4 separate regions of the Sus scrofa genome follow, and regions 1, 2 and 4 are each linked to region 3. A link is a contact called in public HiChIP or PLAC-seq data. All regions are on one chromosome and are shown on one strand. The core of a region is the stretch at or near the end of the contact, and the rest is flanking DNA. Distances in the headings are between cores, read along the strand shown. Region 1 overlaps GAB2 (GRB2-associated-binding protein 2). Region 2 holds the start of NARS2 (probable asparagine--tRNA ligase, mitochondrial). Region 3 holds the start of GAB2 (GRB2-associated-binding protein 2). Region 4 overlaps GAB2 (GRB2-associated-binding protein 2).

Region 1 (4,867 bases), core at 150-2,649, 180 kb before region 3:
ACAGTGTCCGTTGCCCTGGGCCAGTTTCTGCACAGCCGTGTCGCTCCTCATGAGAAACGAGGCCCTGGTGCCCTGAGAGAAGCTGGCGCTCCTAAGAGATGGAAAGAAGGGGGCACAGGGGTTAGAGGCGGTCAGGGCTGCCCGCGGGGGAGGCAAGCAGGCATGGTCAAACCCCGTGCAGCTGGGTGGTGTGCGGCAGACACAGACTGAGGAGGCTGGCAGGCCTGAGGTTTCTCTGGGCAAGGCACGCCTTCTCTCTGAGCTTGAGTTAAGGCACCTGCAAAAACGGTGATTGAAATCAGTCTTTGAAGGTCGTCTAGAAATTGGACTCTAGTGTATCTAGTATACAGATGTTTGATCAGTGTTAGCCTTTATCCCCAAATGGCTGTGATTAGCAGAGATTGGTCTTACTTCCCCAAACAGGTATCAATAAGCCTGTTATACCCCTCACTTGTTCTTTGCTTTAAGTGCCACAGAACAGGCACATTTCTGTACAAAGGCTGTGAGACAGTGGAAAGAACCTGTAAGCTGGTATCAGAATCCAGCAAGCAGGTCATCTTATCTGAGCCTGTTCTCCTGCTGTAAAGCAAGTCAGCTCGTGCATGTTGCTGGTCTAAGTTAAAAATAACTGTTCAAATGTAAGCTATAGATTTATTTTTCATCATGTATTACAGTTTGTTGAGAGGCAGTTAGAGGGGTAAAGAGCTCTTTCCAGAAGACTGAACTCCTACGAGAAAAGTGCTTTCCTGTTTGGGAACTATACTCAGGACAGAAAAGGTGTTTGATTATTATTTTTTAAGGATTTAAGTTTTGGCGAAATAAGGCAAAATCACAAAGATCTGGGCGGGGGCGGGGGGCAAAGGGAGCTGCAGTAGTTCCATTACAGCCACTGACAGGCTCTGTGGGCTTCGCCTGGCCCCCTCCCCAAGGCAACCTGGTGGGTCTCTGTGGCTCTTGAGGGTCCGTCTGGTTCTGAAACTCCACAACCCTTTGGCTTTATCAGCATGGTTTTCAAACTGGATTCTGTGTTCTGCATAGGTGTCTTGGGAAGTTGGAAGGTGAGGTTCCGAGCAGGGAGAGATTCAGCTCTGCTTTCCTCTCTCTTACATTACGATTCTTCCTAGGATTCCACGCGGGGAGAAACCGCTCTTCTAGGACAACCCTTTAGAGTTGTGATTCTCAGCCTTTCGGAGGCTATATGCCTCTTTAAGGATCTGATAAACAGCTCTGGGTGCTTCTCACCAGAATAAGGCAAATCTCACATACGCACAGCTCTGCAAGCTCGCCCTCTCTCTAACCTGCTGCGGCCAACCTGGGGCACCTGCCCTTTGACAAGCTCTTTCAGCTCATGGGAGCTTGTTATTTACGGATGTGGCCACCAGATGGTGATAGAAAATAAGGCCCCTCAGCTTAGAAGGAGGAAGGGAAACAGGTGTCGAGGCCAGGCTTTCTCTAATGGAAATGTGTGTCCTTGAGGGCCGGGACCTCCACTGCAGTTCCCAAACCGTCAGAGGCCCTCTTCTCTGGGCCAACGTGCTCTCACTCCCTTTCTAGTCCCTTCCACACACAGAACCCGGCCAGCAGCCACAGCCTTCGTCACTGATCATCTAGCCTCTGGATAACGAGTGCCTGGAGCAGAGGACGCGGAGCCGGTGGTAGACAGAAGGTGTCCATATCTGCCCGTTTGTCTTTGGTGCCTTTACTTCAGTCTTTTTTTGAGTTTCCAGCTCTGCTGGATGCCCCGATCTGGATTTGTCCATTGAAACGACATTCCCTGATGGTGTACTTTCCGTCTGTGCCAGGCACCATGGATACAGAGAGGCCTCCTGCCCTAGGGGAGGGGGCACCGCAGCGGAGGCGGTGATGTGCATGCAAATCTTATAATCAAGCGGGTAAGTGGCTGGTGACAGACTTATACCAACCCTCCCTGGTGGTGGTGCTGAGAAATGTCAGAGGAGGCTTCTTCAGAGCTGTCCCCTCTGAGTGACCCTGGCAACTGGCCAGGCCAAAGGCAAGAGAAGGAAAAGGGCGCCTCACACACCAAAGTGGAACACAGTCTGGCAGGTCGGAGGAACTGCGAACTGCTCGGACTGGAGCCAGCGTCTGGGGAGGGAGGGCTGAGAGGTGACGGGAGGGGCCAGGCCTGGGCTGATGAGAACTGAAGTCCTGGGAAGATGTTAAGGTGGGGACAGGCTCGCAGGTACCCTGCTGTCACCTTAAACATATTCGAGAATGAACTCATATCCACCTGTCTCCCCAGGCTGGGGAAGGGCCCCAGCTGCTCAAGCTGAAACCCGGAAGTTACCTTATGATTTCTCAGGTACTGACCACATCGGGGCCTGCAGAATCCACCCCCATTTAGGGCCCCCCGGTTTTTCTTCTGCATTAACGAAAGGGCTAATGACCAGTCTCCTACCATCCCACTCACGTTTACTTTCTGAACCTCCCAGCTTAATACCTCTCCTCTCCAATCTCCTCTCCCCAGCTCCCCTTCCCACTCTAGCAGCTCCTCAACCTCCCAGTGTGCCCCATAGGTGCCCGGCCTGAAAGGTCACCCGGCCTTGTGTTGTTTGCCCTGCCCGGAAGGCCTCTTACTCCAGTCCAGTGGGCTGGTACTCAACTCCAATGGCACAGCTTTTTTTTTTTTTTTTTTTTTTTTTTTTTTTTGTCTTTTTGCTATTTCCTGGGCCGCTCCCTCGGTATATGGAGGTTCCCAGGCTAGGGGTCAAATCGGAGCTGTAGCCTCTGGCCTACGCCAGAGCCACAGCAACACAGGATCCGAGCCATGTCTGTGACCTACACCACAGCTCACGGCAATGCCAGATCGTCAACCCACTGAGCAAGGGCAGGGATCGAACCCGCAACCTCATGGTTCCTAGTCGGATTCGTTAACCACTGCGCCACAACGGGAACTCCCAATGGCACAGCTTTTAAAGCTGTTTCTTACACCCTCTCCCTGGCACCACCTCAGTCACCTGCTTAACTCTGTTCCTGGCGCAGGGAGCAACTGTAATCTGCGTTATGCATTGTCACCTGTCACCTCCACCACCTGTGATTTCCTTGAGGAAAGCAAGTGTGTCTTATTCATTTTTTCTCTCCATAGCACCCAATCAGTGCTTGTCACAGAGGAAACCGGGGAATGTCTACTGAATGAACAAGCAAATGAATGTGTAAAGAAAGACAAGTGTCGGTGCCGCCTCCCCTTCCCCGAGTTTGGCCTGAACCCTGTGGGCATCAGACTGAAACCCTTCCTCTTCAGAACACAGACGCCGGGGTCCCAGGCTCCTGCTGCCGGGCATCCCCTCTCCAGCGCTCAGAACTACCCACGTATCCCTAAACCCTCTCCCAGCTCCAGCTCTGGGCTGGCAGTATTCACCTTTCTCTGGAATGTTCCTTTGATGCGTCAAAATCTTACACCGAGTGCCAAGGGGACCTTTTGCTCCACAGAGGTCCTTTAGGTCTTAACTCTCCTTTCCGCCTTCCTCACTCCTCCTCCTCGGCCCCCACCGAGCTCTGTCCTCCCACCATTACACTCGCCTTAGTCTGTCTTGTATGAAGGTTATGTGTGTCTGTGCCTTCCCACTTCTCCCTAACCTGTGCTCCTAGAAGGCAGGGGACCATAGCCTGTCCTGTCCCCTGGCACAGTCCCTGGCATGTGCTAAATGACACGGACACATGCCAAGGGGCACCAGGTAAAGGGGCTGCACAAGGGCAATGAACCTGCCCCAAGGTATCTGCTCGCACAGTACCAGAACTGGTTCCAGCACCCAGGTCTCTGGACCCCCTGCCCCAAACCCGCACTGCCGCGGTAGATACGGATTGAGACGGGGACTGCTGAGCCCTCAGAGTCGTGATGTGCTGAGCCACTCTCCCGCAACGGATACTCAGAATTGGGGATTTGGAAAAGGGTTTCTCTGCCAGGGCTTGGAACTGACAGAAGCCTCATAAGAGAAGCACAGGACTGTGCCAGGCATGTCACATATGATGTGGCTTTTAATCTTGATGACAGTTCTGAGAGACAGGAAGGTGTTACCTTCCCACGTCAGATGAGAAAAACAGAGATGGCGCCAGAAGATACTGGAATGCAAGTGTGTAGCGGAGCTCCCTGGGGGCAGAGAGGTTTGGGAGAAAATACTCCCCAGGCCAGCAGCTTTTCCTTAACATTCCTGGCTCCCAGCTGCTCCAGGGGCAGCTGGTGGGTGGGCTATCACACCACCTCTTGCACCTGCTTTGGTCATAACCTCAACCCCAAACCTCTGTCTTGGCTCTTAGAAATGGTTTCCTAATTCTTCCCAGCCACTTGAACTTGCACTTGTTCTCTGGCACATTTTCACACAGGACCTACCACACGACACCACAATATCACTCTTTTCTACTCTCTGAGACACCAAGTACCTTAATGATGAAGGGCCCACTTTAATTTTTAATGGCTGGGTTCCCATTTAAGGAAACCTTATATGATAAATGCTTCTAAGTGAATTAGCCACCATTTAGAGTTCTGTACCTGTCACTGGCAATCTTAAGAGGTCATCTGGACCATTCTACATCTGACTCATTCCAAATGGATCCTTCCAGTGAGGGAAGAAAACAGAAAATTCCATGCCACCATCCCCAAGAGGTGAGGTGATCGTGTCAGCTCAAACTCTTCTGGTGGCAATACCGAACCTGCCTTCTCTCTGTGGTTAGAGAGGACTGCTGTATCTGCAAAGCTAAATGAAAGTAAAAGCTGTACGTTCTGCCTTTGGTCAATCGAAGCCATGGGGAGAGTGGGCCTTAGGAATGATTAATCACAGGTAAATTCGCCATCAACATTTTTTATTTTACTTTTTACCCACCATCTCTCTGCAGACTCGTGGGCAGGGTCGGA
Region 2 (5,455 bases), core at 17-2,516, 160 kb after region 3:
CCTAATAAACCAAACCACCTTGTTTGGTCTGGTCCTTCTGTGTGGAGCTGCTGCAAATTATAGTATTAACAAAGAAATGAGAGCAGCTCGTCTTTACCGACTGTGGGACACTGTCCCAAATTTTTCTAACTAACTTTTCGGACTCTGTGAGACAGGGACTATGATCATTTCCATTCTCATAAGAGGAAAGTGAGGTTCAGAGCACATGAAGGGCCGTGCCCCAAACTGACAACCTACTAAACAGCAGAAATTTAAACCTAGGCAGCTTGACTCCAGATCTCCTTCGAACTGCTACACTCCACTCTTTCTCCTAATTTATTAAACAAAAGTTATACGCAAAGCCTCATTTTAGGCACTGAGGTGGTTAAAAGTTGACCTAAGAGGTCTGGTTTGGTTGAACAAATTTTTCTGTCAGCCATGTGTGAATACCAAGACAGGTAAGAAAAGGCTCCTGGTCTCAAGGGGCTACTTAAGTGTGAATACACATAAGGGACAAAGGAAAAGGGGCTCGTTCGTTTTTCTGCAAGATTAACAAGTCTACATATAATGCCGCGGTATCACGAAAGCCAAGTTCCAGCACTTTCCAAGTATCTAAACAGTTTTCCGAAAACTACCAAGCCAAGAAAAGGAGAAAAACGTGGACGCACGCACACGATTGCTTAGCTTTTCTAACTTTCCCCTGCCGGTCATTCTGTCCGACCCGACGGGACCAGGGAAGCCTGAACTCGGATGTGCCAAATCGGTCAACGAAAAGGACAAACCTACCCGCTTTCGACACACTAACCTGGACCTTAACGCGCTCCCCATTCACGTTCTGGGCACCGAGAGCGTCCCGCACGCTCAGTTTTGTTGAAGGTTTGTGCCTTGGGCAGGGAACGGAGGAACAGGAGCGCAGGGCTCGGAGGAGACACCGGGCCCCGAACATCGCGCGGCTGCCCAGGCCCTCCTCGTGACCTGCCCTGATGCAGGGAGCGTTCGGACGCAGCCCGCGGGGACCCTCTCCTCGCCCCTCTTCCGGGCCGCAGCAAGCCCTTAGGCGCTCGAGACCCCTTCCCCTTCAAGGGTCCCAGCTCGGTCCCCACGGAACCTCTGCTGCTTCCCGCTTCCCTAAAGGGCGGAACGGAGACAACACATTCAGCAGCAAACGCCAAAAACAAACCGCGCGCCTTGGGCACGCGGGACACCCCACAGACCCTCACAGATTCTAAACCCACGCCTGAGTAGCTGCAGAAAGAGGCGCGGCCCCCGCCCCTACGTCACCACGCCAAGGCCAACGTCATCACGCTGCCGGGAGGTTCAGAGGGAGCATGCGTACTCGTGACCCCAGTTAAAGAGGAGGCGGGGCGGAGGAAGGGAAGGGGTCGGGAGCTGAGATAGGGCGGAGCTAAGACACAAGAACCTTGCGTTGAAGGAACCGGATAGTCTACTGGGGGCTAGATCCGAGTGACTGATGCAGAAAGAAGGCGGCCAAGAGGAGACTCTTGATTGTTGAGAAGATTAGCGTGAGGGGATCAGTCTTTGCGAATTCTGAGAACAGAGAAAAACAAAGCACAGACCCTGGTAAAGTTACAGGTGGGTGGTACCAGACATCCAAACAGCTGAATAAATGGGGGATCAGTTCCCTGGCAGAGCCCAAGCGCAGTATGCCAAAGATAGCTCGCCGGAAAAGGTAGCGCTTTGACAGGTAAGAGTAAGTGAAGAGACCTTGGACAGACGAGTCAGAGAAGGCGGGACAGTGGAGGAGTGTTGGGCATTGCCTGCCAGAATCTTCAAGTCTCGCCCTCTCCTTTTTCCAACACATTTATCTGCATTTGTTTGACGTGGAAATGATGGCTTGTTCATGAATTAAGCCACCTTTCAAATGTATCCCCCCGAATAATTTTATTTCCTGTAACTCATGGATGAATTAGTTTTCTAATTAAAAGATAGAAGTAAGGACTACTTACTTATTATGCCATTTTGCAATTATGCCCTTTTTTTGTGAACTTAGGCACGATGAAGTTAAATGAATTGCTCAAGGATATACATTCTATAAGATTTAGACTCGGAAATCCTGGCTCCTTGCACTAAACTATTATGCTATCAGTGTCTCAAGGTGGGAAATAAAACCATGGTTCCTTCCATCAAGGAATTCATGGTCTTGACATGATGGAGACTAGCAAGAAAACAGAGAATTGTGATATAAACCAGTAAGTACCAATATGCATGTATGAGCCAAATGGAGAGGTGGCAAAGGAGATAATTAAGCTGAGTTTTGGAGGAAGATCAGAATTTTGTCAGATTGGGATGTAGAAAGAGTATTTCCTGCCAGAAGATGGGCAGGAAAGGTTTCCAGGAGGGCAGACAGCCTGGAAGAATTGTAAGACTATTCTCAAGACAGACTAGAAAATACCCCCCTAGTTCTTGGACACTTCTCAAACCTTGAGAGCAGAAACACGGAAACTTGCTGCCAAATGCCGTCAGAATTATGTGAGCTATATGCCTTAAAAAATGTTTGCCTTTGGTATTGTTTGCAAAATCTGAGAAGACAGTCTGAGACACATAGAAATAACGTAGTCTGGTTCAAATCTCCTCTTTGACTACCTTTCAAAGGGACCAAAAATAGTGACCAGCTGGCTCACTTCCTACCCAGGCCATTTGTCTGGCTAGCCTTTCTTTACCAAGTCCCCTTAGTATGCATCTTAAGAACTGTAGTACCAGTGTCAGAGAGGAAGGATCCTGACTTTTTTTTACCCTCTCTCCTTCCACTTGTTTAAGCCAAAGGGTTAATTATTTTCTCAGCAGGGGTACTGGCCAGTAGTATGATGAAAGCAAAGGAAACCTGTGGCTGAAACTGAAAATTAGGTATAGTTAATTAAAAACAGATATCATTGACTGAGTTCCTGTCGTGGTGGCGCAGCAGAAATGAATCTCACTAGGAACCATGAGGTTGCAGGCTCGATCCCTGGCCTTGCTCACTGGGTTGAGGATTCAGCATTGCTGTGAGCTGAGGTGTGGGTCACAGACAAGGCTCCGATCTGTTGCTGTGGCTGTGACGTAGGCCGGCGCCAACAGCTCTGATTAGACCCCTAGCCTGGGAACCTCCATGTGCCGTGGATGCAGCCCTAAAAAGACAAAAAATAAAATAAAATAGATATCACTGACAGTTGGCTATAGCATTTATGTGTCTGATGCTAAGTTCAAGACACTGTATCTGGTGCTCTGTCAAATCATATCATCTTACTTTTATTTTCAGTGCTAGAGTGACACTTCCCCTTTTAGATTCATCCTCTTCCGGACAGTAGCCAGAGTGGTCTTTCTAAGAAGAATATATTACTAGGTCAGTAATAAATGACGGCTGGTGCCATAGGATCCTTAGTATGTGCCAGGATTACTATATTCATATTAATGTGTAAGGTTATATATCTGCACATAGTGACACACCTAATCCTCACAATAGCCCTGTGAAGTACGGTTAGTATCCTCACCCCCAGTTTCCAAAGAAGAAAACAAAGCTCAGAGAGGGTTCATGGTTTGTATGGGCGATTTGGCACCAGAGTTCATTCTCTTACCCCCTCATAAGCCCCAGTGATTAAACAATGCCTCGGCTGTTCTCCCGAGAGCATAAAGAGGACTTGCCTTCTTCAGCACACCTACCATGATCCATAGTGTTTCCTGAAGTGCCCTGGAGCGAGGAACAGAAGTGAAACATTCTTACAGTTACCTTTTAATACTGCAGGTGTGTGCAGTGAAAACTGTCAGCATTACTCGTCAGCTTGGGGGAGGGTTTTAATCACACCTGCAGCTTGACAGGTTCCAGCTACACTTGCAAAGCTTCAGGGCTTCTAAAAGGCAGGCATTATGCTGGCACCACATGCCATCATGGAGTACCACCCAGTGCTCAGGGTTTTCATTAGGCTTCATCTAGGTCATGACCTTGGAGCATAGAGGAACACCGTGCTTGATGAAGAAATTATAGAGATAACAGGTGAAGAAAAGCAAGAGATGAATATTGTAAAGCATCTTGAGTTTCTTTGAGGGAGCTAACAATGGAGACTAAACTTGAAAAATGCAAAGGTACACACACAGAGCAGAAAGAGTCACATTTGTGCTTTGCAAGTTTAAGAAAAGCACTTTGTAATCTAGAAGCAAAAGCAGACAAGTAAAGGGTCAATAAAGGAATAAGCATAGAAGAGCTGATAGCAACCACCTCAAATTTAGTTTCTGAGATAGATCCATGTAGCTCTCATTCATTCTTTTTACTACTCTATTGTATAAACTGCCATAATTTATCTGTTCTCATTCCTAGTCGGATTCGTTAACCACTGCGCCACAACGGGAACTCCCAGAGTCTTTCTTCTTAATCACTATGTGAATGCCAGAGAAGCAGAAATATTTGCTTTGTGATGATTCTAAATGCCCAAGAGTTCTGGCAAATTATATGATAATATTCTTCAGTAAAACATAGCATTTTTCATTAAACTAAAATTTTAAAAAAGATAAGTACCTAGGAGTTCCCGTTGTGGCGCAGTGGTTAACGAATCCGACTAGGAACCATGGGGTTGCGGGTTCGGTCCCTGCCCTTGCTCAGTGGGTTAACGATCCGGCGTTGCCGTGAGCTGTGGTGTAGGTTGCAGACGCGGCTCGGATCCTGCGTTGCTGTGGCTCTGGCGTAGGCCGGTGGCTACAGCTCCGATTGGACCCCTAGCCTGGGAACCTCCATATGCCGTGGGAGCGGCCCAAGAAATAGCAAAAAAGACCAAAAAAAAAAAAAAAAAAAAAAAAAGATAAGTACTTGGATTTAATTGAACTGTTCTAGCAAAGAAATATATTCTGTTATTTCGATGTAGTATTTTGATAATTTAAAATCTGCAGGAAGTGAGATATTTTAATTTCTTGAGTGGTCATCAAACACTCCTACCACCCGGTAGTGGCATATATATATATATTGCAACGAGAGATATTTTTATAAGCAAATAAATCTCCTTTGAGAGCCGAATCTGTACAAGACAGCTCTGAGGTGGTGGCTATGAAGCAGAAGTCTCATCTTCTAAAAAAAATATCCAGACCACAATGTGCTGCATTATAAGAGGAAGGTATGATGGAGATTTGGTAGAGAATTTATAAACCATCTCTTCACAGAAATATGTTATCCTTCTCAAACTCTTGGGAAAAAATAGAAAAGGAGGGGATACTTCCAAACTCATTTTATGAAGTCAGCTTACCTTGATACCGTAACTAGACAAGAAGAGACAATTATAGGTTAATATCTTTGATGAACATAGATGCAAAAATACTCAACAAAATACTAGCAAAACAAATTCAACAATACAGTAAAAGTATCATATCATGATCAAGTGGGATTTATCAGTGGGTGGTAGTATTAATCAACATATGCAAATCAATCAATGTGACTGCATTAAGAAACAAAGGATAAAAATCATATGATCTCAATGGATGCAGAAAAAGCACTTGA
Region 3 (5,544 bases), core at 2,838-5,337:
TAGACAGGATCTCCACGGAGGAGAAAAGAGCCCAGAGCATAGCCACCGTATCTAAAAAGGAGCTTCAACCTTTAAGAATTGGATAAAGAGGGTCAGTTTGGCAAAGAAAATTTGAAACGACCAAAAAAGGAGAAAAGTCAGGCATACATGGTATCATTCAAGACTAGAGGAAGGTGCTTCAAGAAAGAGTGAGTGGTCCATTATGATCAAGCAGTGAAGAAATAAAATAAGGAATGAAAACGACACCTCTGAATTTAGTGACACCTGGGCGACACTGGTGCCTTTCTGAGAATAGCTTTGGTGAAACGGCAAAGTAGGTTTCAGACTGGAGCCCACTGAGAAGGAGGCAGCAGAAATGGAGACAGTATTCGCAGTCACGAAAAAGTTTAGCCCAAAGAAAAAGAGAAAGCACAGTGAGAAGGAAGGGGTCTGACAATGAGGGAGAATTTTATTAAAAAGGAAGGATGTTTAAACACTGATGGAAAGGAAGCGGTGGAGGGAAAAGTTGAAGATTCATGGCAGAAAGGGGAAGAAGGCCCTAAATGGGCAGGAGAGAACATGTTCCAGAGCACAGCGTGCAGAGTTAGCCCAGTGATAAGGGGCACCTCATCCACTCTACGAATTCCAAAGAAAAACGAAATGAACCACACAAACTTGGGAATGTGGTTGCAGTGTGTGCAGATAGCTATCCCAAATAGCTTCATTTTCTTTGTGAAGGAGAAGGCAAGGTCATCCACTAAGACTGAACGGGTGGATGAACTTTTTTTTGGATTAACTTTTATTATCACTATCTAATCCAGTGCCAGGGACACAAATATCTAATTTAAAAAGCTTATTTAACAAATAAAATGAAAACAAGCAGTTTCTTAAATTCAGTTCTTTACAATCAATACACAACTTTCTCCAGGTTAACCACCAGGGGGCAGTGCTGCCACCAATCTTTTCCCCTAAATCTTCTAACCCAGAGAAAATAGAAAATTATAGGGCAGTAAATGTCATAAAATACGTTTTCCTCAAGAAGACACAGCTTCACCTTTTTATACATGTACATGTGTGTGTGTTCACCCACGTGCAGAGCATGCACATACTCATATACCCGCATATTCTGGCGTGACGGGAGGGCTGTTCCTTCTGCCAGCCTCCCACCGCAACCTTACTATGATGCCCCGGGGGCAATACTCACCATTTCCAGAGGTCACTTTCTGTAATCCCTCCAGAGCACACAGTAAATACTGAATAGACCTTTTACTCTTTCTTCTAATCAATAAATTGGAAAAGACACTGATTTCTTAGACACAGAATTCCCTAAAGCTAATCCTGCTAACATTTGCCATAGCTTCTTTCAAGTTATTTTTTCACCCCGACACCTACCTCCGCCTCAAATTAGAGGCAGGTTTTTAAATTAATTTTAAGCAGGTGTAATCTATTTCATAAGCTGCTTTCCCCCTTATTTCAGATGCTTGATACATTCTTACAATGAAGATTTATCAATCTCTAATACCACATGGCCATTATATATAGCAGAATAAGCAGCCATTGGGGGGCGGGGGGTGTTTTGCAACGGGGTTAGGAAATACTTCTTTCCTAGTTTGGGCCTGATGACCTTGGGCCTCTGCTGAACAGAGGGAGCTGGAAGAGTTCTAACTTAAAGCAAGACATTCTCAAGACCCTCAAAGAAAAGAAGATGCCAGGGAAGACTGTTCCCCAAGAGTTCAGGATCAAACAAATCAGCTCAGGTTCAACTAAGGGAACTGAACTTCCACAGGAGGGGCAATTTCCAATCATACCAATGACTCTAGCCTAAGAAAAGCTGCTGCTAGTTTGGTCTTATGGGATAAAGCTGCGAGGGGGGTGGGAAAAGGCTGAGGTCATCTTATGACTGCAGGGTGTCAAGTACTTCAAATGGGGGGAAAGGTGCTTGACCCTAAAGCCTCCACACTTGGTTATTTTGAGCTAAAGTTGCTTGGGAACGAAAATACCCATGAAGTGGACCATAAAGAGTCTAGGTGATTGAGCTGAAGCAGTCCTCAGTCAATGTAGATACAGTGGCAAACTGTTTCAGAAACGAAGTTTCAAGGTTGTTTAGGATGGGGTTCTAATTTAACAACTAAGAACATATTTTTATTGGATGCTTTATTCCACTGGCCAGGATGGTATGACACTTTAACTGATGGTTTTCAGAAGCTCTTTGGGGCCAAAGGATTTTGGTTTGGTTTTATATTCGTAAAAATACTAATAGCAAATTACTCTTCCTTAACCTCCCAATAGAAAGATTCACTTTTCCGAATGAACCCATAGAACCCTCCAGAGAAGTTTCTTAGTAATCAGAGTTCTTTGGCTACACAGACATCTCTGAAAATGAGCTTTAAAACCAAGATGAACACCTCATTGTCTCACCCCTACTATATTTAAAATCTATGTCTACTTTCAAATGTCATGCGCTAAATCCTTAGGTTTTCCCCCCAGCAAACGATCTAAATAAGAGCCTGATTTCATTTACATACACACTGGCTCGCTCTCCCCAACAACAACACTTCCTTTGAAAAACAGAATGTCACTTCCTCAATCCAGAGGCCAGAAGTCCCTCGGTTCTGATCTGGGGAGCCAAGACAGGAAACTCTGGTAAGCTTCTGCCTCTCCCCTCATGGAAAGCCACTGGTGCAGCTGACAGAGGGCAGGGTCTATTCCGAGCTCCCCTGATGCACTGCAGCTGGAAGGCAACAGCTCACTTCCAGGCTGTGGGAATGATCCCAGAGAGCCCGGCACCACGAGTCGGTTTAACAAGGACATATCAAAGGAAGGGACGAGGAGAGGGTGGCAAACTGGGACACCTTTTAGCTACCTTGCTTGCGTTTCCAGACTCAGGCGAACAGCCCAGGACTGATTTCAGCCAAATCTCAGGGACTGGCCCCATCTCGTACTCTGACCCCACCAAGCAGGACATCTTCAGGTGGAAGGGGAAAAAAAAGCCAGACCTCCTCACCGCTCCCACCGGGCTGTACCACCTTCCCCACGATACTGCCAGCCTCTCACCGAGAAGGGAGAGGCTGCCCCAGCAATTTCAGTAAACACGTCGCTTAGCACCACCTGGCAACTGAGAACCTTGATCTCTCCCGACCCCAGACGCCGAGGACCGCACAACACAAAACCCGGGCCAGTTGTAGCCGACCAAACTGCAGTGTCACTATCGTGGGGTGGTTGGGGAGGGGAGGAACGGGGGGATCCATGTGAGAGACAGACAGAATAAAGGGAAAGAAGGGGGACAAACAAATGAGTCACTTAATACAAGGGCTGCACATGCCGCTGACGCTGCCCGTGATGCAGAGGCTGTGGACTGGAAGGAAGCAGGCGGCCACCGGGAGGGGCGGGCAGAGAAAGGCAAGGGGGAAAGGGTGTGAGGCGCCTCGCCCTTTGTGGGGCCAGGCGGCGGGGCCCCGTAGCCTACGCCCCCCTTTCCTACTCGCTCCCCCAAGCCCGCGGGCTGAAGCCGCTCGGGGTTACTACGGTCCCCCGGCCCCGGGAATCAACTCTTTCCGGCTCCGAAAACAATCAATACAAACTTCAATAGTGCCTTTAGTTTGCAGGGAGGCTGGCTAGGGAGGCGCCGCCGCCGCGCCCGCCCCGCGGAGAGGGAGCCGCAGCCTCAACCTGGCCGGCCGCCCGCCCCGCCCCTCGGCGGCGCACCTGTGACAGGTGTGCAGGTACCCCGCACAGCCCCGAGCCGCCCCGAGGCCCGCCCTCCCCGCCGGCGCCGGCCCCCCGGAGCCCGCAGCCCTCCCGCAGGCCGCAGGGCGCCCCCCGCCCGCGCCCTCGGCGGCCGCACCCGCTCTCGCCCGCACTCACATAGCGCCTCAACTTCTTCTCGGGGGGCGATTTCCTCAGCCAGCCCGTGCACACCACGTCGCCGCCGCCGCTCATGCTGCCGGCCGCCTGGAGCCCGCCGCGGGGTCGACGGACAAGGGCGCGGGCGCGGGCGGCTGGGTCAGTCGGCCGGCGGTGCGCAGCTCGCGGGGGAGGGAGGGCCGGGGCAGCCGGCGGCCGCGGGGCGAGGACGAGCGGCGCGGCGCGGGCCCGGCCGCCTGCGCGCTCCCGCTCTCCCCGCGCGCGCCGGCGCGCTCTCCCGGCGGGGCCGCGGCGGGGGCCCCGGCAGGAAGGGCGGCGCGCTCGCCACGCCCACAGCCCGCCGCGCCCCCGGGCGGGCTGTCTTCAAAGACGCAAACAGCGCCTGGCGTCTTCGGTTCCCAGAGGCCCGAGGCTCGCGAGGAGGCCGGCCGCACCCCCCCGGGTCTGGCTTTTTTCTCCCCCCGCCCTGAAGCCTCGAGGGGGCAGCGGGGGCGGCGGCCGCGCCCCTGGTGGGAATGGAGGTGGGGCGATGGGAAGGGACTGCGCGGCCTCGATCGCGAATCGATTTTTCACAGAGGGTCGTCGGGAAGAGACCCAAGGGCTGCTCCCGCTTCCTATCCTTCCCTGAGTTTCAGGTTTCAGTGGGTCAGGTTCTGGCTGAAATTAGTGATGCGCTTCCCAGCAAGAGTTCCATTAACTCTCTCGCCCCCTTGATGGGCGAAGGAAAGACGGAAACTACTGGGTGCTGGGCCCTTTGATAATCCTTGCTTAGATGACTGTCAGAGATCTACAACTTGGGCGGTGTTATTCCCATTTCACAGACAGCCTAAGGTCCCCAAGCCGGTGCAGTGCAGTCCGGTTTCTAATTCTGGGGGCGGGGGCAGGTGGGGGGGGTCCTGCTCTTCTGCTATTTAAGGTGGTAGAATTGTTTAACGTCTGCAGATGAACTTGGGGTCCTCTTATTACCAAGAAAGTCCAGCTGGCTCCCCCCTTGCCTCTGGGAAAAAGCAATTCAATAGAAAATTCTAGGGATTTGCAGAGTCAAGGAAGCCAAAGTGAGTCAATGTTCTATTTCATAGTGAATTGTAAGGCAAGGTGAAATTGGGGTCAAAATTCCCCGGACCTTCAACTCATTGACACAGGTTATGAGAACTCTCTGGAGCGCATATGACACAGCTACCTCTCTTACTGCGTTGCAGTGAGGTTTATTTAACTAAGATCGAACACGTGGACGCACACACCTGACAAACCCAGCACTTCAGGTGGAGAGGAGAGGGGAAAAAAACAAAGCCAAAACCCCAGAAACCTTTGGTAGGGGCTCTTTTCAAGTCAGAAAATGTCTTTACAAGCAGCATTAAAAGGTAGGTCCTCAAAAAGAATGACATATATGTACGACTGAGTCACTTTGCTGTACAGCAGAAACTGACACAACATTGAAAATCAACTATACTTTAATAAAACACAAAAAATTAAAAGGTAGGTCCTCCCCCAACTTCTTTGAAAAGTGGGTAGTAACCCACTACATCAATAGGGAAGCGCTGCAGGCAGATGAGTAGAACCAGCAGCATCTTGCACTCCCCATGACAAATTGAAGGCCACTTTGATCATTTCTCTATCTCCGGGCAGCAAAGCTATTGTTTTCAAGTAGTTGGACATCCTTCTGATTTATAGACCTTGGGTGGGTTGGGGAAAGCTCAACCC
Region 4 (4,831 bases), core at 1,456-3,955, 140 kb before region 3:
CTTTTTTCTTTTCACACTTGAGGTTAACCTCAATTTTTTTTTTTTATGTGCTAGCTATATCTTGGCACATAGCCAGGAGTGGTTCAGTTAAAAGCAGGCAAATCTTGATGAAAACTGAAGTCCCCAGGTCCTAGAACTGCACACAGAGGTGGCAGGCAGGTCACTAGTGTGGGCAGAAGGAACCTCAACTGGAGGATCTGACAAAGTGCATGAGGTCACTAAGCGTGGGGCCACGGCTTTCACTCTTCTCTGGCACAGGTCCCCAGAACAAGACCTGGCAAAAGCAGGTACTCAATGTGCTGAATGAGTGAACACAGACACAGCAAGTGGGCATCACCCAGAGATGTGGGCAGCAGCATCCAAGAGGAAGAAGCATGTTTAGGGAAAGCAGAGATGGATTTTTCTTCAGAAATTCAGGCAGACAGACCACTGGCTGCTCAGAAGTCAGCCACTGGGTAGTGGGGCTCCAGACACCCACTTAAGGGTTTGGGTAAGACTGTGGTCTCTGAGGGGGACTAAAGAGAAGCAGAAGAGGGTCCAGTCCTGGGTGGAATGTGAGACGACAGTCAAGTTAACAGGGATGACTCAAGAATGGGAAGAGTCGGCAAAGTCCCAGGGCTGACCCGAGCTCACGCACAGGATGAGGGTCAGAACTAAGCAGAAAGGATGGGGGATCCCAGAGCCCTGACTGTATGCTGGGGTGCAGGGTGGGCGTCAACTTGAAAGTAGAGTCCAAGGGCCTCTGGCCATGGGTACAGAAGCAGCGGCTAGGAATCAGGTGGCCTTGACAGCAGCAAAACCTCTAGGTCACTCCCATTTTACAGAGGAGTGAAAACACTGCCTCTTTGTTTGTATGTGCACCTTAAAAACCGACACACAGGGCTCACAATTTTTAATTGTGTCAAATATGGAAAAACTATTATTTACTATGACTGTCACTACACACACACACACACACACACACACAAGAACACTTTAACAAATGTGCACATCCATGCAAAGAGAATGTCTGCATGTAGGGAGGTTTTAAAATCTGACTACATTTGGCTTTATGAAAACTGACTCTATCTTCCTCCTGTGTTTCCTTTTTTGTTGTGATTTGAGGCAATTTTTCATAGCTCAGCACTGGTCTGTGGGTGCCTGTTTTGAAGTATCTGCTGCAGACCAGTGTTTCCACGCTGTGCTCCAGCCGTCCCAGGCCACCCTGGGTGAGAAGGAGGGCCGGGCCATCTGCGTCCAGCTCGAGCTTGCCCTGCTGGACTCCATCCCCTGCGATGTTCAAAGCAGCTCCCACTCACCTGTTTCACACACTGTGTTCCGCTTAAGATTTAGTTAACAAGCAATGAAAAAAAATCCAAAGTTTGAAAATCACTAGTCCCCAAACTCCTAGTTTACTGTCGAGACCAAGATTTACACAATGAATCCGTGACAAAATTGAAATTAAAAACCAGGACGGGAGTTCTCGTCGTGGCGCAGTGGTTAACGAATCCGACTAGGAACCATGAGGTTGCGGGTTCGATCCCTGCCCTTGCTCAGTGGGTTAACGATCCGGCGTTGCCGTGAGCTGTGGTGTAGGTTGCAGACGCGGCTCGGATCCCGCGTTGCTGTGGCTCTGGTGTAGGCCGGTGGCTACAGCTCTGATTCAACCCCTAGCCTGGGAATCTCCAACCAGGACGTTGGGAAGTTCCCACAATGGTGCAGTAGGTTAAGAATCACACTGCAGTGGCTCAGGTCACTGCAGAGGTACGGGTTCAATCCCAGGCCCAGCACAGTGGGTTGAAGGATCTGGCATTGCTGTAGCTGTGGCTCTGATTCACTCCCTGGCCTGGAAACTTCCATGCCCCATGGGTGCAGTAAAAAAAAAAAAAAAAAAAAAAAAAAAAAAAAAAAAAAAACCACACCAAAACTCAGAACTTTGACTCCCAATTCAGATTCTAGATAAAGATGAGCATACCCACTGATTCTGCAGAGTTCAGAGTCCTATGTAGAACTCTACATAACGAAGTGGTTTATCAAAACCAACAGCCTCAGGAGTTCCCACTGTAGCTCAGCAGTAACGAAACATAGTATCTAAGAATGCGGATTTAATCCCTGGCCTCGCTCAGTGGGTTAAGGATCTGGTGTTGCCATGAGCTGTGGCATAGGTAGCAGATGTGGCTTGGATCCCAAGTTGCTGTGGCTGCGACATAGGCCGGCAGCTCAATTCAATTCAACCCCTAGCCTGGGAACTTCCATATGCTGCAGGTGCGGCACTAAAAAAACCCCAAAAAACAAGAAAGAAAGAAACAAACAAACAAACAAACGAAACCCAGCTTCAGAGGTTCAAGGTGACCTTACCACTAAATTCAAAGTCCTAATTCTATCTTTAGCAAAAAAATGAGAGTTTCACTGGGCTTTGGAATCTGGTCTGGGACCAATTCAACAATGATTTATTACTTTTCTTCACAGAGATAATAAGAAGCACTCAAAAAACAAAAAAGGGGGAGCATCTTATGGGCTGTTTGGGAGCTATCCAAAGCTTCTGGTCTTGAGGAGCTTCGATGAAACACTCTCATTTCTAACAGCCTGTGGGTTTGGCAGGTAACACTAGACTGAGTCTATGCTGGCTGGCGGCAGGGGGCGGGGGGGTTTGGAGGTGAGGAGGAGTGCCTGGTATACAAGGGAGAGCAGGAAGGAGGATCAAGGCTTAGAATGAAGAGGAGAGGGTCAGGTTTCCTCCTGTCTCCCCTTCCTCCTCCGGAGGGTCTGGACTTTGCTGCAGGGCCTGAGCCTGCTCTAGGATAAAGCCAAAGTGTCTGTGGGGACTTTATGGAGTTCATGTCCCACCTCAAGGCCTACTCTCAGGGTGACCAGACCCAGCTGCAGACAGAAACAACAACAAACCAACAAAAGATCGAGGAGGAAGGTCTGATACTTCAGGGTTATTTTTTTTTTTAAGGCGTGAGGATTTCAGATCTGTTTGGAAACTGGTTTGGATGTTTATTTTCCTCATTGTCTCAGTGGGAAAAGAAGGGTGGGTGATTCAGCCCGCAGCCTCCGCCTCTGGGCTGGGGCCCGGGTCAGGCTCCGCTCTGCTCTTGGCTCCTCAGGGGACCTGTGCCGGCCTGGGGAGAAGCCACGTTATCACCTCCACATTTGCTCTAAGCTTCCAACAAGGGTCCCCCAGAGGAGTCGAGAGATCTGAACTCAGTTAAAAAAAAAGGGTAGTGTAGGGAAGAAAGGAGGAAAAGGCCTCCCAGGAATGAGAGAAAGGCTGAGGTCTCTTTCGTCCCCACCCTCCTCCACTCCCCCCAAACCCTGCTTCTCCTCTGGTTCTTCCACTCATTAGTCAGGGGAGAAGGACCAGGTCACCCGAAGGCACTGGAATGGACCGCCCGGCTCCACCGCAGCCCTCCCCGCTCTCAGAAGTCCAGCTGGAGTAACGGGTCCTGAACTTGAAGGCACCAATCATTCTCTCTGGAGAGGAAGGAGCTGTTTGAAGACCCCGATAACACTTCCCCCAAAGCACTCCTATGGGTATCGTTTGACCCCAGGACTTGGAATAATTCTGCTCTTGAGTTCCCGGGGAAATTCATGAATTACTAGAAGTTCAAATGTTTACAGAATATTTAAGGGAAGGCAGTCTCTCCCCAAATTTTCATACAGAAAAGATGGGGAACAGATAAAGAACAGTTGGTTGGAACTCAGGGACCTTGTCTTTGCATAGAGTTAGTCATGCGACCACTGTGACATTCCTGCCAGGGAGTTTGAGAAGGAAAAAGCTACAATAACAGACAGGATATGGAGGCGGCTCTGGCCTTATTTCAAAATCTTTAAGAATTACAAACAGGGTTCTGGTGACTTAAACTCCCCGAGCTCTACTTCACAGTAGTTGGCTGCTCTGAGACGGATCATGTTATCTTGCTAATTTAGCCCTCAGAGATTAATATTAATGTACAGATAGCACTTGACTTTCCAAATGTTTAGTTCTCAGTGACTTATCAACTTCTCGCTCCTCTTCCTTGCTGGCTATTTTGTGATTTACAAGTTGCCACAGTAAACAGGTCTGTGAAAAGGGGTTCAGATAAATGAGAAGGAGTTAGAGCACTTAGCCCCACGATGGAGCTAAAAGCCTGGGATTCTTGACCTGGCAACACTGCTTTCTGGCAAGGGTAGTGCCTTTAGACCTGAGCTTCCTTGCTTGCCTGTAGGAATAATGCTAGCAGCCCTGTCTATCTTATTTTGTTTCTTTATCCTCAAAGGAGACTGCATAAGTGTTTTGTAGACTGAAAAGTTCTCTAAAAACACAAGATACTTAAATCATATCCTGTTCATCTTGACCTACAGATAGAAAGATCACCGTTTTCACCACAAACGTGACACAGAGAGCTGGGAAACAAGCAGCCACTGCTCACATCGTGCGCCTCTACACTTGCCCAGCTTCCTCCCAAGCCCTCTGCGAGAGAGGGAGCTCCATCTCCACTTTGGATGATAACACCTCAAAGAGATAAGAGGTCCTTATTCAACATTGCAGAGCAAATAAACAGCAGGGCTGGGACTCGAGACCAGCTAGCACACCTTCCAGCATGCACGTGAGAGCGAGCGGCTGCGCAGGCCCTGGACCAGTTACGGAATAGAGGAGAGAGGGTGACAACGGGGAAGAAGAAGCCCTCAGCTCAGAGGACTCAAAGGGCTGAGGGCTTTCCTAACAGAGGATGGCTCCTGAGCCCATGAATAATTCATGCAAGCTCTGTGCTAGGAGCTGCTGCCTTTTCGTGTGTGGTACAGCGGGTCAGGGACAGCTGCCCACAACTGGGCCACAAATGCGAGCACTTGGACCCGGCTGCTCGGA

The links. HiChIP or PLAC-seq counts read pairs in DNA pulled down with a chosen protein or histone mark.
Region 1: a contact with region 3 is called in an H3K27ac HiChIP or PLAC-seq map of alveolar macrophages. The contact joins the enhancer-like site here to the promoter of GAB2 in region 3. A contact is called at or near these places in 19 of 47 Hi-C or Micro-C datasets (alveolar macrophages, blood, brain and 11 more) and 2 of 2 datasets of contacts at active chromatin or transcription factors (alveolar macrophages and skeletal muscle).
Region 2: a contact with region 3 is called in an H3K27ac HiChIP or PLAC-seq map of alveolar macrophages. The contact joins the promoter of NARS2 here to the promoter of GAB2 in region 3. A contact is called at or near these places in 2 of 47 Hi-C or Micro-C datasets (blood and embryonic fibroblasts) and 2 of 2 datasets of contacts at active chromatin or transcription factors (alveolar macrophages and skeletal muscle).
Region 4: a contact with region 3 is called in an H3K27ac HiChIP or PLAC-seq map of skeletal muscle, with 4 times the contacts expected there. The contact joins the enhancer-like site here to the promoter of GAB2 in region 3. A contact is called at or near these places in 6 of 47 Hi-C or Micro-C datasets (embryonic fibroblasts, heart right ventricle, liver and 1 more) and 2 of 2 datasets of contacts at active chromatin or transcription factors (alveolar macrophages and skeletal muscle).

The regions. Positions count from the first base shown.
Region 1 is chr9:12,674,837-12,679,703 of Sscrofa11.1, forward strand. GAB2 (GRB2-associated-binding protein 2) reads right to left here. Exons shown (of 11, transcript XR_002335549.1): 4 at 1-91. Among named protein-coding and RNA genes, the nearest start is that of USP35, 91 kb to the left of the region's middle. Within about 2 kb of position 1,400, at least 17 of the 83 cell types and tissues checked have an H3K27ac peak or open chromatin away from gene starts, as enhancers often do. A contact at or near this core is called in alveolar macrophages, brain and retroperitoneal adipose tissue, where this site is marked.
Region 2 is chr9:13,009,631-13,015,085 of Sscrofa11.1, forward strand. It overlaps NARS2 (probable asparagine--tRNA ligase, mitochondrial), which reads right to left and starts at 1,267. Exons shown (of 14, transcript XR_002335551.1): 1 at 785-1,267.
Region 3 is chr9:12,847,336-12,852,879 of Sscrofa11.1, forward strand. It overlaps GAB2 (GRB2-associated-binding protein 2), which reads right to left and starts at 4,088. Exons shown (of 11, transcript XR_002335549.1): 1 at 3,844-4,088.
Region 4 is chr9:12,708,001-12,712,831 of Sscrofa11.1, forward strand. The region is part of intron 2 of GAB2 (GRB2-associated-binding protein 2); the gene reads right to left. Among named protein-coding and RNA genes, the nearest start is that of USP35, 120 kb to the left of the region's middle. Within about 2 kb of position 2,706, at least 24 of the 83 cell types and tissues checked have an H3K27ac peak or open chromatin away from gene starts, as enhancers often do. A contact at or near this core is called in alveolar macrophages and skeletal muscle, where this site is marked.